Linked DNA regions of Gossypium arboreum: region 2 is linked to region 1. A link is a contact called in public Hi-C data. All regions are on one chromosome and are shown on one strand. The core of a region is the stretch at or near the end of the contact, and the rest is flanking DNA. Distances in the headings are between cores, read along the strand shown.

Region 1 (4,128 bases), core at 1,619-4,118:
AAAATTTCATGTATACATATGAATCACAAATTAAATTTTATGTATATAATTACATTAAATTATAAGTCTTTTGGATAAGTGTAGAGTTTTATTATACAAAAAAGCATAATTCTACTAAAAAACATAAAAAGGAAAATCAAAACAAATCAACAAATCAATATAATACCGCAAAACATTACTGTATAAGATCTCAATTGATTTCAACTTTACATGTTTTGAAGTAGGGATGTCAGTTGGGCAGGTTTCGCGGGGTCTAGCCTCACTTCGCACCCAATTAGGCGAGGATGAGTACAGGTTTAGCAAGTGGTGAGGTGGGGATAAGGACAAAAATTAAACTCAGTCGTGGATGGTGGGGTAGGAGTAGGTATGACATTGCACCCATATAATAAGCAATTTAAAAAATAAAAATTTAATTTAATAATTATTTTAATAATATTTTATTAATTTAATAATATTTAATTTTTGTACTTGTGTTAAATTTAAAAACATTTATAATATATTTGAGACATTGTTTATATTTAGATATTATGTAAGCACTTTATTTTTAAATTTTTAAACTTATGTTGAAGTTATGTTTTATTTATCAATTAAAAGATCACGACGACTTTTTTTTTAAATGATGACAGTTGAAATAATATCAGATATGTGATGAGAGTCTAGAAAACAAATATTTCATACTTTTTTTATACAAAATTTAGTTTATATTTATTTAACTGATACTTATATATATTATATAAAGTGGGTTGCGAGATAAATATAGCACTAAATAAGTTTGAGTACCCACATGATGGGACAACGATGATTTATTTTGCAGGTCATAGGGCAGAAATGATTTTGGGTTTGTACCCATAACGGGTCGCAGAACGGGGATGGGTCTGAAAATTCTTACCCGCATTCACCCCGCCCAATTGATATCCTATTTATATGAGCTTAACATATGACCCGTTAATAGAACTGTCAAGTGATTAAAGTTCCAAAAAAAACATCAATATCATCATTCATTGGACTGCACTTCTTAAGTTTCAACACTAAATCTAAAACTTCACTAGGCTTGGCAGCAAATTTTGACCTTTAATTTTTGGCACCCAACACTGGATATGCCTTTGACTATATACATAAGCACACGAATGAGAAATGAAGAACCAGCAGTCTTTACAGTGACAATATTCATCCTCTTAAGAAAGAAAAAAACAGAAATAGAAAGAAGAAAAGGAAAGCCTCCTACTCATTGAAACAGCAATAATATACAAGAAAAGAGTTAAAAACGTTAAACAAAAGTCAAGTTTCCTTAATCTTTGAATTTAAGTTGATGGATTTGGAAAAAGCTCCATTTGATCAAACATGTCTGCTGGGAAATCATCGAAGAAGGTATCAGGGATCATAGGGTTATCAGCTTCTTCCCTTGCACCGAACCCACCGCTTCTCACCGGTTCAAGAAATGGCTGCTGCTCCACGTTCCCACTGTCAAGTTCAGGAACATCCATAGGTGCAAACACTTGTGAAAAGTAAGGGTCCTCGAATTTAGCCAACAGGTCTTGGCTTTCCAGTGATAATGTGAGGTATGGTTGGGGGTGTGGGATCTGAGGGAAGAAAGCTTGCGGTTGGGCCTCAGTAGCAGCATACGGGTTGTTCCCTATCGACATTAGCTCCAGCTGCGCCATGTTCGCATCGGTGTACAACTTGGGATTTACTAGCTCCGGAGATTGCTCCAATTTAATAATAGCCTCGGTGTTATCAAGGTAGGATGATGATGAGCAAGATTGAGCCATGGTGTATGATATTTCCTCCATTGATGAACTCAACTTTGAAGCCTTGAAATTAAACCCCCACCCCCAAAAAAAAAAAAAAGAAACATAACTACATATCGCACCATAAGAAAACTATTGAACTTAAACCATCTAAAGACTACTCAAGAATTAATACAATACAAGCAATTAGCAACAGTTTAGCCACTTTTTAAGCGAAGAACAGTGAAGTGAATTCTTTTTGAGTCAATTCATCAAACAAATGCATCCAATGGAATATTATATTAGTCCCCAAACCACAAAAGTGATTAAAATAATTCCAAAAAAGCACTTGAAAATTCGAAACAACCATCATGAAATTGGGGTTTACCTCAAAAACAGGAACATCGTGAAAGGCAGGGATTTCCCTTTTAAGTTTGAGTGATTTGGAAGAGGAAGAGGAGGAGGAGGAAGAGGGGGTCCCTGAATTCTGCAAAATCCTAGCCAGTCTCTTCTGCCTACTGCTCCAAAAATTCTTCACGTCGTTATCGGTCCTTCCAGGCAAATACGTTGCGATTTTAGCCCATTTGTTCCCAAACTGTGCCTGCAATTCTATCACCACCCTCTCTTCCTCTGCCGTAAACTTGCACCCACTTGGAAGATTCAAACAAACAAACAAACAAACAAAAAAGAAACTACTTGTGAATTACAAACAAGTAGTAGAGGAGAGCAGCAGAGATTAATCGATATATATATATATATATATACACACACACGCATGCTTACTTCTTCAAGTTGGGTCTAAGTTTGTTAACCCAACGAAGGCGACAAGATTTGCCAGTTCTTTGCAAAAGGCCTTTGGATCGAATGGAGCTCCATTCTCGAGGGCCATATTTCTTAACATGGTTGATCAGCACTTCATCTTCCTCTGCCTTCCATGGCCCTTTCCGTATCTGACTTATCTCTACTCGCTTTCCTTCCATTTCCCCTAATTTAACCCTACTATCTTATACCAGGGAGTGGCTATTCACGGATTTGGATAATAAATTTGGTCTTGTAATTTTCTCTTCTTTTTCTCTTTTTTTTTTTTTTCTGATTAATGTAATAGTCTTATTATCTTTGTTTTTATGTTTCTTCTTTCGGTAATGACGGTTAAGACGGTTACTGCCACTATCCTCCGCCAATATCCCACGTTCCCAATTTTTTCCCTCATTCAGAATTTGTAATTTACGTATCTATCCTTTACTCCTCCTCTCTCTCTCTCTCTCTTTGATAGTTTTATGAATCACTATTCTTTTAAGATTTTATGTAGAATTACAATTAATAAATATTTGAATGAACTGTAATTACAACTAAACATTATAAAGTATTGTAAAGTATAATAAATTAATAATAATATATTTAAAGTTAAATTAAAATAACTTTTAAAAGGATTTAAATTAAAAAAATTATCCAATAGTAGAATGTATACTCACTAAAGGTGATATCAATTTGGTTGAATTTTTAGTTTTTTAGCTATCCATTATAATTCGACTCGGTTTAATTTTCATTTTTCATATTAATTTTTTATTTTGATTTTATAGACTTATTTTAATAAAATAAACTTTATTTTATGACTCTTTAATATTATTTGATAAAATTTCAAAGTCTTTTAGTAAATATTTCTAAAGCATAATAATTTTTCAATAACATTTAAATTATATTTACTATTTTAAATATAAAATATTTATTTTTATATCATAAAAATTTTAAAAAAGTTATATATATTAAATAAAAAATTAAATCAATTTTTAACTTATATTTTATAAACCGGATTAGTTTAGTTAATTCTTTTGCATCCCACAACACATCAAACGGTGGTCCGCGTGTTTAACATCCAACCAATCAATGTGCTCCTAACAAGACATCTTTTTGGTCGTTGATAATGCTCTAGAATAACGTATTTTTATGTATTAATCATGTGTTTATTCTGAGCTTGATCCTACTAATTTAAGCTATTTATGTATTTTTATCTTTCAGGGACTGATTTGGAGGTAAAAGCAAAATTAAGGGACAAAAGTGCGAATTTGGAGACTGTAATAGCCCAAATCTGCCCGGGCCCGTGATTAAACAAATAAAACCAAAAAATGAATAATAAATAAATATTTATTTAACAGTCCACAGTCCATTTACAATAGCCCGCAGGCCCAAAACCAAACACTATAGCTTAACTACCCTATACCTATTACACCCCACTTAGCCCAGGACAAAAATGGCCCAACTGGCCCAGCTTGTTACACTAAGGCATGAAACCCTAGGGTTTCTACCTTTCTCCTTGAGTTGCAAACAGAAGGTTCAAAAAGCCAAGCCTCATGACCCTTCGGTTTCTGCCGTTCCAGCTACCCCATCAAGGCCGCGATTCCAG
Region 2 (4,418 bases), core at 108-2,607, 220 kb before region 1:
GTTTTTGAATCTCAGAAATCATATAAGTTTCTCAGCACTTACCGCATCAGTCTCAACAAGATTGTCAGCTTCTTCATAATCAGCCATGTCGGGTATATCTTCTTCGTCTTCAGCAACCCCAAAATAAGAAGGTATTGATCTTACAGCATTCTGCCTTATTTCTAGAGTCTCCATTGAAGGCAGGTTTTCCTCCACATCACTTTTATCTGTCAGGAAGATTAGCCGTGTGAAGTCCACAAATTCATCCTAGAATCAACACAAGCACAACCTCAAGGAAGAAGATAATACCTTTGGGTTTACCATGAGTTGCCAACCAACCATCATTGTCTTCATTATCAAGAAGAAACTCTCCTCCTGCAGCTTCATATTCTTCTTCCACTGACGCAGCCCTCCTTAGGCAGGGCACTAACCACAAAATCACCAAATAAAATTACTAGTACTAATCAGATATGCAGTTCAAAGGAAAATCAATTGAAACAACAAGAAAAGAAAATTAAGTGAGATCGAGGTCAATTTACCATTTCTAGTAATCAAGTATTGCTTTTCGGTCGGTAAATAGGACTTCCTCTTGCTTGGCTCTCCAGATTCCCTAGTATTCATAACAATTCACTGAGTTAAATTGTTATACCATGAATTATGAAGCTATACGACAAATTTTCCCCAAAACTATTAATCCATTAATGTCGATGTATAATATGAAAATATAAAAGGATTCATAAAATTCCAAAACTACTAAAGCAAGTTACAAACAAAGAACCAAAGATACATATGTTGATAGTATGGTGAAGATACCAAGACCAGGTAGGGCATTTGGATACGAGATTATCACCGGCCAGGATGAACTCGGAGACGCTTAAAACTCCTTTCTCTTTAAAAGCAGAGACGGTTCGAGGCCCTGTTATTCTTTCCACAGTTCCTTTGAATGCCTCATGAATTCTCTGAGAAAGTACCATATTTTTTCCGAATTTCTTGATTCAATTTAATGTACGATCAAAGGAGAGAGGATATAATCAAAACCCTAGCGATTCAATCGAAGTCGAAGGTTGAAACCCTACAGATCCCGTACGGACGAGGTAGAGAGAGAAAGGGATCGTCGAATGCGCTTGCGTTGTGGTGTTGTGTTGCGTAGGAGAAAATAATAGCGTGTGGTGTATGAGTTCTATCATCCGTGAGCCCGTTGGACATCGCAAACCCGATGGTCTGGCACGACGGCTGTGATTGATTAGTCGCATGTGTAGGTTGCGCCCCTCAATTAATACTTGGGTAAATTCCGCATTTAATCAGCTAACTCTTGTAAGTTTTCATTTGGTCACTGAAAATAAGAAAAATTCAAATCTAGCACTGCCTTAGATGGTTGGTTCTAGCCACTCACCCTTAATTTGGCTAACGGGGGTGTTTCTATACTTTAGTTTCTCAATTTCAATAAAATTTTATTTTGGTCAAAAATATTTCAATTTAGAATTAAAATATTTCATTTTGGTGAGTAATATTCTTTGCAAAAATCCAGGTTTTCTCTCATAAAAATGAAGGTAATTTCTCGCAAAATGTAAGTTTTCTTTTTTACTAGACTAAACTAAACTTAAATTTAAAAATGGAAAAAGTAACAGAAATTAAAATGAAAAAAATTGGTTTTTCCTATAAAACCCTAAACTTTTCTCAATAAAAATCTAAATTTAACTTTTCTCAATAAAAATCTAAATTTTCTTTTCACTATAGAAAAATTAAAATTAATTCAAAAACTAAAAATAAAGGAAATTAAAAAGATAAAATGGTTTTCACCTATAAAAGTCAAATTTTCTTTTTGTAAAAATCCAAGTTTTCTCCTATGAAAAACCAATAAATCAAGAAATCGTTTTATAGATCCTTCCCACCATATTATCCATGGTCTTTTTTCAATTATTTAATGATATTTCAACACTTTTTTTATGTCATTAACACATAATTTTGATAATTTTTTTTACCCTAAACCCCAAACCCCGAACCTTGAACCTCAAACCTTGACTTTTTTACCCATATATTGTAAAAAAATAAAAATTTCGAAAATGGTATCCCAAACCCATTAATTACGGGTATGGGTTGTTTTAGGTGGTGGAGGGTGGTACAGAGGCAACCCCACCGATTTTTTCTGACACCGACAGATTTCTGTTTAATTTTTTTTAAAACAATTTTATATTAGGTGGTACCTTGTTGATTGGCGGCACCAAAAGGCATATCTTATACGGGTCATATAGGGTGTCAGTTTGGTGGTGCCATATTGGCAGGTGACACTAGTGGTGCCCATGTCAAAGGCGACACCCATTTTGAATATTGCTAGACATTAGGCAACAAAGAACACATCTCGAGCATTAACAAGAAACTTAACGAAAAAAAACTCAAACATTGAACGGATGCACGCACAAGCACACAAAAAAAGAAAACTTGTGTATGGTCTAATATGCATAAAAAGTTTTATGTTTGGTCGGTCTCTGGGATATTGTAAGTTCATTACAGCAAAGAGGAGAATCATTAAGTTTTAATGGAAAAGCAATGTATAGGCATGATGATGATTCACTTAACTAAAATCACGACAAAGGTAAGCGCACCTATCGAATAATAGTATAGCTATGGTGAGTCGGGAATATTGTATCCACGAGGACTAAAAGTACTATTACTTACTATCTTTCTATTATCTAGCCGGTAAATTGAAGAAGTTTATTTTTAATCTAAAATTATCTAAACTAATTATTAAGAATTCGACAGAGAATAAAGTAAGAAAATAATTGAATAAACCAATGAGAGAGACAATACCCAGGAAAGAATCCACCTAGACTTCACTTATTATTCTGAATATGAATTAATGATTTATTCACTTACCTTGATCTGTAGAAATCCCTAAATTATATTAATATCTCTTTCGAGAGTAAAAATAACTGACTCTAGGTTGATTAATTGAAATCTCCTTCTAATTAAAACTCCTATTGTCGCATTAACTCGATCTATGGATTCCCCTATTAGATTTGACTCTAATCCGGTAGATTTATGTCGTCCTATTTCTAGGATTGCATGCAACTCCACTCAATTATGCCAGATATACTTTTAAACAGGGACTTTTGCTCCACTGAGTTAAGCACATCAATCATGAATTAATATCCTGAAAACATTAAAACATGGAATAAGTAAATATAATTGAGATAAAGAAATCAAGTATTTATCATGTAATTTAGAAAATTAAATAATAAGATCCATCATAGGTTTCATCTTTTCTAGGTATCTAGGGAATTTAGTTCATACTTTGGGAGGAAAACATCTCAAAATTAGGAAAATAACAAAACATAAAGAAACCCAAAAACTTCTAGAAAAGTTGACTGGAGATCTTCGATCTTGAAGGAGATCTTACTTCTAAATTGATTCCGATAGCGTTCTTCGAGTAATTTCTTCGTTCTTCTCTGCGTGCTCCCTTTTAATCCTCTTCTAATATGTATTTATAAACTTTAGAATGCTCAAAAACCCTAAAAATAAGGTTTTTTTGCATAAAAGAGAAGCAAGGTTTGAAATCGACACCGGCTGGCACATGGGCGTGTAGCCAGCCTGTGTGGCTCACATGGGCATGTGGCCAGTCCGTGTGGATCCTAGAAACAACTCTTTTTGCCCAATTTTGGCTCATTTTTTGCTCCTTTCGCTCCACTATGCCCACCTAAGTATAGAAACTTGAATTTAAAGGATTAGGAGCATCAAATTCACTAATTCACATAATAAATCATCCAAAAACACTTCAAGAATTGGATTAAAAACATGTTACTCTTATGGCTTATCAAGGCACCGTTTGGTGCTGCCTCTGACATGGGCACTACTAGTGCCGCTTGTTAATATGGCACCACTAAATTGACATCATATATGACTCGTATAAAACATACCTTTTGGTGTCGCCAATTAATAAGGCACCACCCAATATAAAATTATTTTTAATTTTTTTATAATAGAAATTGTTGGAGTCAGAAAAATGGGTGGTGTCGCCTCTGCACCACCCTTCACCACTTAAAACAACCCATTCCAGTATTTAATGGGTTTGGGATACCATTTTTGAAAATTTTATTTTATATTACAATATATAGGTAAAAAATCCTCAAACCCTAAATCTTGAACCTTGTTTAGGGTTTATAGGTTTGGGTAAAAAAATTACCAAAATTATGTGTCAATGACATGGAAAAAATTATTGAAATGTCATTAAATAATTGGAAAGGGACCATCGATGATGTGGTGGGAAGGGTCCATAAAATAGTTTCTCGAATTATTGGGTTGTAATTATAAAACTGTACTGTGACTTGACAATAGATTCATTTTCTAAATAAAACTTCACATATGTATGTATTAAGGTAGGTAGTATTGTACTAGTGAACATATCATTTTTTTACTAGTACTGGAACATATTGGTACCGGTC

Evidence for each region. Hi-C and Micro-C count contacts between places; a contact is called where the count stands out from the background.
Region 2: a Hi-C map of leaf shows a contact between it and region 1, with 4 times the contacts expected there. The contact joins the promoter of LOC108454393 here to the promoter of LOC108469264 in region 1. A contact is called at or near these places in 2 of 5 Hi-C or Micro-C datasets (both in leaf).

Annotation. Positions count from the first base shown.
Region 1 is chr8:22,251,049-22,255,176 of ASM2569848v2, reverse strand. LOC108469264 (transcription factor DUO1) reads right to left here and starts at 2,868. Exons shown (of 3, transcript XM_017770156.2): 1 at 2,511-2,868; 2 at 2,116-2,377; 3 at 1,202-1,811. The coding sequence starts at 2,707. The coding sequence ends at 1,302.
Region 2 is chr8:22,464,391-22,468,808 of ASM2569848v2, reverse strand. It overlaps LOC108454393 (autophagy-related protein 3), which reads right to left and starts at 1,357. Exons shown (of 10, transcript XM_017752840.2): 1 at 793-1,357; 2 at 519-589; 3 at 289-405; 4 at 43-206. The coding sequence starts at 953.